Regions from separate parts of the Hordeum vulgare genome. Here region 1 is linked to region 2. Evidence: chromatin contacts called from public Hi-C data. All regions are on one chromosome and are shown on one strand. Each heading gives the region's core, a stretch centred on a gene start, on an enhancer-like site or on the middle of the called end of the contact. The rest is flanking DNA. Distances are from core to core; before and after follow the strand shown.

What was found. A called contact is a pair of places that touch in the nucleus more often than the background predicts.
Region 1: a Hi-C map of leaf shows a contact between it and region 2, with 5 times the contacts expected there. The contact joins the promoter of LOC123403114 here to the enhancer-like site in region 2. A contact is called at or near these places in 4 of 6 Hi-C or Micro-C datasets (leaf and seedling) and 1 of 1 datasets of contacts at active chromatin or transcription factors (embryo).

What each region holds. Positions count from the first base shown.
Region 1 is chr6H:187,850,977-187,855,362 of MorexV3_pseudomolecules_assembly, forward strand. LOC123403114 (DEAD-box ATP-dependent RNA helicase 41) reads left to right here and starts at 2,909. Exons shown (of 3, transcript XM_045097079.1): 1 at 2,909-3,100.
Region 2 is chr6H:187,327,493-187,332,161 of MorexV3_pseudomolecules_assembly, forward strand. LOC123403152 (nuclear pore complex protein NUP205) reads left to right here. Exons shown (of 44, transcript XM_045097116.1): 40 at 356-484; 41 at 703-803; 42 at 1,192-1,311; 43 at 1,403-1,478; 44 at 1,763-2,131. The coding sequence ends at 1,846. Among protein-coding and RNA genes, the nearest start is that of LOC123403152, 26 kb to the left of the region's middle. Within about 2 kb of position 3,344, at least 2 of the 3 cell types and tissues checked have open chromatin away from gene starts, as enhancers often do. A contact at or near this core is called in leaf, where this site is marked.

The DNA of each region.
Region 1 (4,386 bases), core at 1,659-4,158, 520 kb after region 2:
AAAAAAAAGCATGCCAATCCAAGTCTCTTGATCGGCCACCGCTTCAAGGATTATAGTGGAATCCTTTTTTCGGCTGTGGAATTGCCCATGCCATGCCTTAGGACAATTCTTCCAACTCCAATGCATGCAATCTATTGAGCCAAGCATACCTGGGAAGCCACGAGCTTTGTTCATCTCCAATAGCCTTGCGGTGTCTTCCAGCGATCGCTCCCGCGTGCCGCCACTTGGCGCGTTCTCAGCCGCCGTTATGTGTCATGCTCTGCGTTCCTTTCGTATTCTGTTTTTTTTCCACGTATTTTTGACTTTTTACAATAGTTTTTCCTTTTTTTTCGCCCGGACGTGCCTTTCGGAAAAAGAAAAAAATGCGTTTTCTGTTTTCTTTTTTCCAGTGAGAGGCACGGCCGTGCCTCTTGGAAAGAAAGAAACGCGTTTTCTGTTTTTTCGTGAGAGACACAATTTTGCTTCTGCGAGAGGCACAGTTTTGCTATCGCAAAAGGCATGACCGTGCCTCTCGAAAAGAAAAAAACGCGTTTTCTGCTCTCTTTTTTTCGCGAGAGGCACTGCTCTTGAAAATGAAAAAACGCGTTTTCTGTCCTCTCTCTTTTTCCGTGAGAGGCACGGTTTTGCTTACGCGAGAGACACGATCGTGCCTCTCGGAAAGGAAAAAAATGTGTTTTCTGCTCTCTCTCCTTTTTCCGTGAGAGGCATGGTTTTGCTTCCGCTAGAGGCACGATTTCGTTCCTGTGAGAGGCACGGTCGTGCCTCTTGGACAGAAAGAAACGCATTTTCTGTTTTTTTTTTCGTGAGAGATACGGTTTTGCTTCTGCGAGAGGCACAGTTTTGCTATCGCAAAAGGCATGACCGTGCCTCTCGAAAAGAAAAGAAAACGCGTTTTCTGCTCTCTTTTTTCGCGAGAGGCACGGTTTTCTATCATGAGAGGCACTGCTCTTGAAAATGAAAAAACGCGTTTTCTGTCCTCTCTCTTTTTTCGTGAGAGGCACGGTTTTGCTTACGCGAGAGACACGATTTTGCTATCGCGAGAGACACGATCGTGCCTCTCGGAAAGGAAAAAAAATGTTTTCTGCTCTCTCTCCTTTTTTCGTGAGAGGCATGGTTTTGCTTTCGCTAGAGGCACGATTTCGCTCCTGCGAGAGGCACGGCCGTGCCTCTTGGAAAGAAAGAAATGCGTTTTCTGTTTTTTTTTCGTGAGAGACACGGTTTTGCTTCTGCGAGAGGCACAATTTTGCTATCACAAAAGGCATGACCGTGCCTCTCAAAAAGAAAAAAACGCGTTTTCTGCTCTCTTTTTTTCGCGAGAGGCACGGTTTTCTATCGTGAGAGGCACTGCTCTTGGAAATGAAAAAACGCGTTTTCTGTCCTCTCTCGTTTTCCTTTAGAAGCACGGTTTTGCTTACGCGAGAGACCCGTACCTCTCGGAAAGGAAAAAAATGTGTTTTCTCCTCTCTCTCCTTTTTTTCGTGAGAGACATGATTTTGCTTCCGCTAGAGGCACGATTTCGCTCCTGCAAGAGGCACGGCCATGCCTCTTGGAAAGAAAGAAACGCGTTTTCTGTTTTTTTCGTGAGAGACACGGGTTTGCTTCTGCGAGAGGCACAGTTTTGCTATCGCAAAAGGCATGACCGTGCCTCTCTAAAAGAAAAAAACGCGTTTTCTGCTCTCTTTTTTTCGCGAGAGGCACGGTTTTCTATCGTGAGAGGCACTGCTCTTGGAAATGAAAGAACGCGTTTTCTGTCCTCTCTCTTTTTTCGTGAGAGGCACGGTTTTGCTTATGCAAGAGACACGATTTTGCTATCGCGAGAGACACGATCGTGCCTCTCGAAAAGGAAAAAAAATGTTTTCTGCTCTCTCTCCTTTTTTAGTGAGAGGCATGGTTTTGCTTCCGCTAGAGGCACGATTTCGCTCGTACGAGAGGCACGGCCGTGCCTCTTGGAAAGAAAGAAACACGTTTTCTGTTTTTTTATGAGAGACACGGTTTTTGCTTCTGCGAGAGGCACAGTTTTGCTATCGCAAAAGGCATGACCGTGCCTCTCGAAAAGAAAAAAAACGCGTTTTCTGCCCTCTTTTTTCGCGAGAGGCACGATTTTCTATCGTGAGAGGCAGTGCTCTTGGAAATGAAAAAACGCGTTTTCTCTCCTCTTTCTTTTTTCGTAAGAGGCACGGTTTTGCTTACGCGAGAGACACGATTTTGCTATCGCGAGAGACACCATCGTGCCTCTCGGAAAGGGAAAAAATGTGTTTTCTGCTCTCTCTCCTTTTTTCGTGTGAGGCATGGTTTTGTTGCCGCTAGAGGCACGATTTCGCTCCTGCGAGAGGCACGGCCGTGCCTTTCAGAAAAGAAAAAAATGCCGATTTTTTCATGAAAAATAAGTTTGTCAAAACCTATCAACATGGAATCTATTTTGAAGATCTCGACGTGATAAACCCAACGACGAAAATAATTCAAGAGATAAAACATTTTAAAAATACGGATCTATGAAAAAAAAACTTTCAGGTTACGATAAATGACACTCATGTAATACGTCGCTTGTCGTAATATAAAAAAATAGGAGTAATCCTTGAAAAGTGTACTCGCTAAATAGTGATTTCGTGTGTTATACCGGGATATTCGGGCTGGTCCAGAAGCGCACAGGCCAGACACACCACGGACCAGGCCTGGCACGGGCTAACCGGGCCGTGCCAGGCACGCAACCCGACTTTGGCCGTGTCTGGGCCGCCACTCTCAGCACGGCACGGCCTGATTAGCCCGCTGCCCGCTGCGGCTGCCCCTCATCATCATCATCAGAAAGAAAAAAACGCGATTCCCCCCTCTCTCCGTTATTGCTCGCCGCCAGCCGCCAGCCGCCTGCCTCGACGGCCACTCGCCGTTGCCGTACGCCCAGAAGGCCAGGAGCCGCCTGCGGCCAGTCGGCCCCGCCCTGCCCTGCCCTGCCCAGCCCCGTCCGGCAAACAGCGGCACCTCCGTGCAGGCTAGCTTAGCCGCTCAGTCCGCACTCGCCAGGCGACAGCAGCCAGCAGTCCTGCCCGGCGGCCGGTGGCAGTGTGCAGGCGTGCAGCAGCCAGCGCCCAGCCCGTTGTCTTCAGTACGCACTGCCCAATCCCCATCCCACAATTTCATCATTACTCATTAGGGTTTGTTGTTTTTTATAATTATATTTATCGAGAATACATTGCCCCTGTGTATGGCATATTCGTTGTCCGTGCCCAATCCCCGTTGGCATGACATACTTGCTGTCAGTTTCCTTTAGCGGTGGACCACCCTGTTCAAAATCCTAGACCCGCCACTGCCCGTAACAATGGTAATATCGGCACAATATGTGATGCTATTGCTGTGGGTGTGGTACCTTGATGATTAGTTTTTATTGTGACTGGATTTGTTGTGGAGATAACCCTGTAATGCCTTGACGACCTTTATTTTATTTCATTTGACTTGTTCTCAACTACCAATGACACCATATTTTTATTCTGATATTTAGTATTATGGTGTCCGTAAGGTGTTTTGTTGTTCACATCTACGATAAACATAGCAAGAGATTACAAAGAAGTTAAACATTAGACAACTACAGTCCAAGGGCATCTGGAATTACACTTTTCATCCGAGAACTCACAAATAAAGTACGCGGAGGGGACATAAGCCGAAATGAACCGGACTGCAGTTTCTCTGCGCGGTGGTGAGGAGGAGCAGCTTGGACGGGGGGCGGCGTCGCTGACGGTGTGCCTGTTGCAGCGCGATGGTGGGAGCTTTACGGGCGAGGGTCCCGGCCGGGCCTATGGGCCCACAGGCCTGGTATGCTCCTGCTATTCGTCCAGTCGGCTACCGTCATTGACGGTGGAGGTTGAGCCCTCCCGCGTGCCGACGGTGCTTCTGCTCTTAGTCCCGGCTCCTTTTCGTCGCTGTGCAGGTCTCTCCTTACGGTGCCGTGGTGAGACGGCACGGGGGCTTCAAGACCGTGTTGGTGCTGGGTGAAGGTCGGTTTGGTGGCAGGCTCCGGAGTGCCCGAGTTGCAGGTTGGGATCAGGGGAAACCCCTGTCAGCCCAGCCGACACTGACGCGGTGACGCCTTTGGGTGTCGCTGAACCTTCCTGGAGGGCGTCGGGGCTACCCTTCCTCGCGCCTCGTCGCGTACCGGGGGAAACCCTTGGTAGCAGCGTCTTCATCGTCGCATTCCTTCTTGGAGGTGTTGATGGGTACCGGCGCTTTGGAGTTCTGGAGCTTGGTGGGAGATCCTTGGTGGGCGCAGCGGTCGCGAGTCTTTTGCGTTTTTGTCGATCCGCCGATGTCGGCATTTGTTTCTTTTGTATTTATTTTTCATTTCTTTTGGGCGTGACTGTGTTGCACCTATCGTTGGATGTTTTGGCTGGTTGCTTT
Region 2 (4,669 bases), core at 2,094-4,593:
CCTTGCTTGTAATAACATGTCCCTAATAGTTGCTTTGGCGGTCTCCAGTATGGAACTTTGATTGTTTATTTTGAAGTAATATGCTGGTAAACACATAAACTTATGATATTGTCAAAATAAATATACAAAATTCTGTAATGTGATTTATGTAGAACCAACCAATATAGGTGGCTGTCTGCAATCCTGCATAACACTTGACATTTACTAGCAAATTAATGCAGGGAGTTATGGAATTGACCCAAGTGAACAATGTACTGTTATATGTGTATTACCATGTAAAAGTCAAATGCAGTGTCCAATTATTTGGTGCTTTATATGTACATTGTTGATAACATTCTGCACCCTGACCTTGCAGATTTCAGACGGTGATAACAACAAACTTGGTCAGCAGCAACCAACACTACAAATGGTTACAAATCTTCTGAACTCTGTAACACTTGCTCTTGAGAGAGCTGGTGAAGAAAAATATTTGTTGTTAAATAAGGTATTCAATTTGCTAAGCTACCCTTCTCACTGAATATGTTACTTAGAGCGGATTCCAAGTAAGGATCATATCTGCTGAATATGTAGCTGGAAGTTGAATACATATCTGGAGTTGATGGAAATGATATGGTGGTTTAGTTCTTTGGATTTGAAAGTAACTATGTGTATGCTCTCAATCTTTGATTCCACATGAGCTAATTTGTCTGCTTCATCCTACAGGTTCGTGATTTGAACGAGTTATCTAGGAAGGAGGTCGATGAGATAATAAAAGTATGCATGAAGCAAGATTGCATCTCGCCCAACGATAACATCCGTAAAAGGTGCCACTCTATTTTGTTTATGGATTCTTACCCACAATCTTGATTCAGATGTACACTATCTTATCATTCAAAAATCTTTGTTAAGGTTGTCTTCAGCAATAATGCGCACATTTCGAAGAGGAAAACATAATAGAGAACTAAACATATATTCCTGGTCACTTGACTAAATGTTCTTTATTCTGCTTGGGATGACAATAGCGAAAATATAAAAGTACATTATTTGATCATGGTTTTTTCTCTTGTGTATTATCATGCTATTACTAGGCACTGTATCATGCATCAGTTGTCCTGCAATGAGCTTAAGTTTATATTGTATCAATGGTTGATGCTATCTACTCATCAACAGCATTTTCAGTAGGTAACCATGAGACTGATTCTCTCTTTGTAGGAGATATATTGCAATGATAGATTTGTGTTGCATGGCTGGCAATCGAGACCAGCTTATAACACTTCTACTCCAAGTCGCTGAATGTGCCATCACTATTCTTCTTGTTCATTTCCACGATGAGTATGAATATTTATTAGTTTTGCATACACTTTGTTTCTTACTGTTTTATTCTTCAAGTCTGAAACACCATTTTACGTTCATATATTTGTAGAGCTTGTGCAGAAGATCTGTCTTTGTTTTCCGATGAACTACTCCCTGTACTGGAGAGGCTAGAGCATTTAAAAGAGGTATGGAACTCATATAAATGTCCCAGTTCATTAGCTCAGCTTTAAATTAATGTATGTATGTAGGCAAAATTGGGCCAAGTGAATATAAAAACTTCTATTGAACTTGCTGAGAAGTTTGGGATCCACTCCCTCTGTCCCACAATATAAGAGCGTTTATAAAGCTATCTATAGCTTTATAAACGCTCTTATATTGTGGGACGGAGGAAGTACTTCTTTCTCATGCTTTGCTTTGTTGGGTTTGATGTGCTCTGAAAATGGAACAATTTCTTTGGCTGCACTTGCAGGACAAAGTTGGACGTAATCTCAAGTTGTTCTACAGATCTGTTAGCACTCTGAAAGAGATGACGGTAAGAAGCATGACCATGTGATGGATACTGGGAAGCAAGTATACAACTGAAATGATTTGTAGGATGTGTAACAGTGTTGTTGTATATGGTGACTTATTGGACACATCGTAATGTCATTGCTCTGGTGAGATGCCAATTTCTGCTCTGATGTGTTTTTGATTGAGGAATTCAGTAGTTTAGTCAAATTGTAAATTGATCTCCATCCTTAAGATCTAGGCTCGACATTCAGAATTTGGAAGATTTCTTGTTAGAGCTGATGGACTATCCTTGTTTTGGCTATTTATACATGAAGGGAATTTATTAGAATCGCCGACCGGTCAAGAGCTCAGGCCGCTTGTGCTGACTCCATGCGTGGTGGGTCCCATGCCTGTCCTTCGGTTTGATCTTGCCGCTTGTTTTCTTTGGCGATCTCATCCTCCCTCTCTCGTTCCAAGCCATGCCCAACTCTACCCCCACCTAAGACATCAAAAGCCTATGGCTCAATATGAATCAGCAGCCGCCCCCTAACCCTAAGCCACCGTTGCCACTTCTCCTGCCTCTGCATCGGCCGCCCTCTTCACCGTCTGATGACCTTGTTGGTGGCAAGAGGAGTGGGGACCTGTCCATCTTGTATTTTTTTCTTAGGTTTTTGTTTTCTCTAGTGACATCGATGAGATGGTGGTGATGATGGCATTTTGGAATAAGGTCACTCCGGTCTCTTCCTACATTGACAACGTTTGATCCGGCGTTGATGGTGAGACTTGGTGTTCCCAGATCGGTTAGTTTCCTTCAGAACTGCCACATCAAATCTTGACAGTTTGTGTCTTTTAAGGAGAGCTTTTGGCTGGCATTTGGTGTGCCCACTTCGACATCTTTTTCTGTGTTGTTTTGTGGCTTAACCTGATTTCTCTAACCCTTTGAACTGATGGTGGTGGATTGCAAGCCTGTTCTGTTGGGGTTGATGCTCCAGCCGATAAAGCTTCAAAGATTTTTAGATCTTGTCTCTAGGGCGAGTGGCCATTGGGGTCTTTAAAGGCTTGTATGGGAAGGGTGTTTGCAGGTGGTGCTTTTATTTGTTGTGGGTTCAATGCATTTTTTAAGCTTTGGCGGGTGACATACATTCAGAGGAAGAAGAAGACTAATATGCTTTTTTAATGTAATTTTATTTTGTATTGATCGCTCTACGTTCAATTGTCTATCCATTGTGGATCTAAGATGCCCTTTAGGTGTCTTCATTAAAAAAAAAACAACTCTACTCCCACTTTGGCTTGTTACGGGTGGAAAGGTGGATGTTTGAGGTGATGGTGTGATGTGGGAGAGGGTTGTGCGTGCATGGTGTTGAAGTTGCAACTAGCGGCAAGGATTGCGACAAGGATTGATACAAGAAGTAACAGTGATGGTGGCAAGCTATACCAGTGTTGGGCGATGCCGACAAGCCACGCCGAAACTCCACTCTCCCACTTTGGCTTATCAGCGGTAGATGGGTGGATGCCTGAGGTGATGATGTGACATGTGAGAGGGTTGTGTGAGCGTGGTGTTGATGTCACAACTAGTGGCAAAGGATTGATTCGAGCAGTGATTGTGATGGTGGCAAGCTATGAACGTGTTGGGCGGTGGCGATAAACATAGATAAGATGATGTTACAATCATGTTGGTGGCGAGCTGGAAATGGCCATTGGGGTGATACGATGGGCACCACCACGAGTTGAAACCAGCCATTGAGGGTGCTACGTACAACGACGACGTAGAGGATGATATGGCAGAACCGGCCATGCCCTGTGCTACAACAGATATCCACTACTGGAATCATGGAATTTGCCATAAGCCAATTCTTTGTCGTCTGTTGGCTGATGGCAAAGGGCCTCTTTGCCGTCAGCTGCCACATAACAGACGGCAAAGGCATGGTTGTTGGCAAAGTATCTATTTGCCATCAACCTACACTTTGCCATATGCCAACGGACGGCAGAGAAGGCCCAGACAAACAACAAAGGGCCCAGGTAGGTCCCCCTCCCACTTTGTCGTCCGTCAGCAGACGACAAAGGATCAAGGCCCCACCCCCTAACGGCCCGAGCCAACCCTAAACCCACCCGCCCTTTGTCGTCCGCCTACAGACGGCAAAGGGGATGACCCCATAACGGTCAGCGCGCCCACCCCACACGCCCCACTCTCTCCCACTCTCTCTCTCTCTCTCTCGCGCCCCTGCCCACCCCGAGCGCCGCCGCCGCACCACCGAAGCCGCGCCGCCCCCACCCCGCCCCGACCACCCACTCCTCCATGCGCCGGCCCTCACCCCGCACCCGACCATCCCTCGCCGGGCCTCCTCCCTGCGCCGCTCCCCCACCCCGCAACCGGCGACCCCTCCTTCCCCGTGCCGGCGCCCCTGCCGCCGCCTCGCGCCCCTGCCGCCGCCCCGCGCCCCTGCCACGCCCGACACCCCCCGCCTTGCCCCCCACTGTCCCTGGCCGCCCACTACCCCCAAGGTCAGCTTTTTTTCCTTTTTTGTTGTAGTTTAGTTGATTAGTTTAGTTTAGTTTGCTGTAGTTTAGTTGATTAGTTTAATTTATTAGTTGGTACTTTAGTTTAGTTGGTCCTTTTTTGATCCTTTTTTTGTTGTTTTCTTTTTTTAGTTTAGTTTAGTTTAGTGGTACGTAGTTTAATTTAGTTGGTAGTTTAGTTTAGTTTAGAAGGAGGAGGGGAAGAAGAAGAAGAGGAGGAGGAGGAGAAGAAGAGGAGAAGAAAGAGGAAAAATAAAAAGAAGGAAGAAGAAGAAGAAAAGAAGAAGAGAAGAAGAAAAGAAGAAGAGGAGAAGGAAAGAAGAAGAAGAAGAAGGAGAAGAAGGAGAAGGAGGAGGAGGAGGAGGAGGAG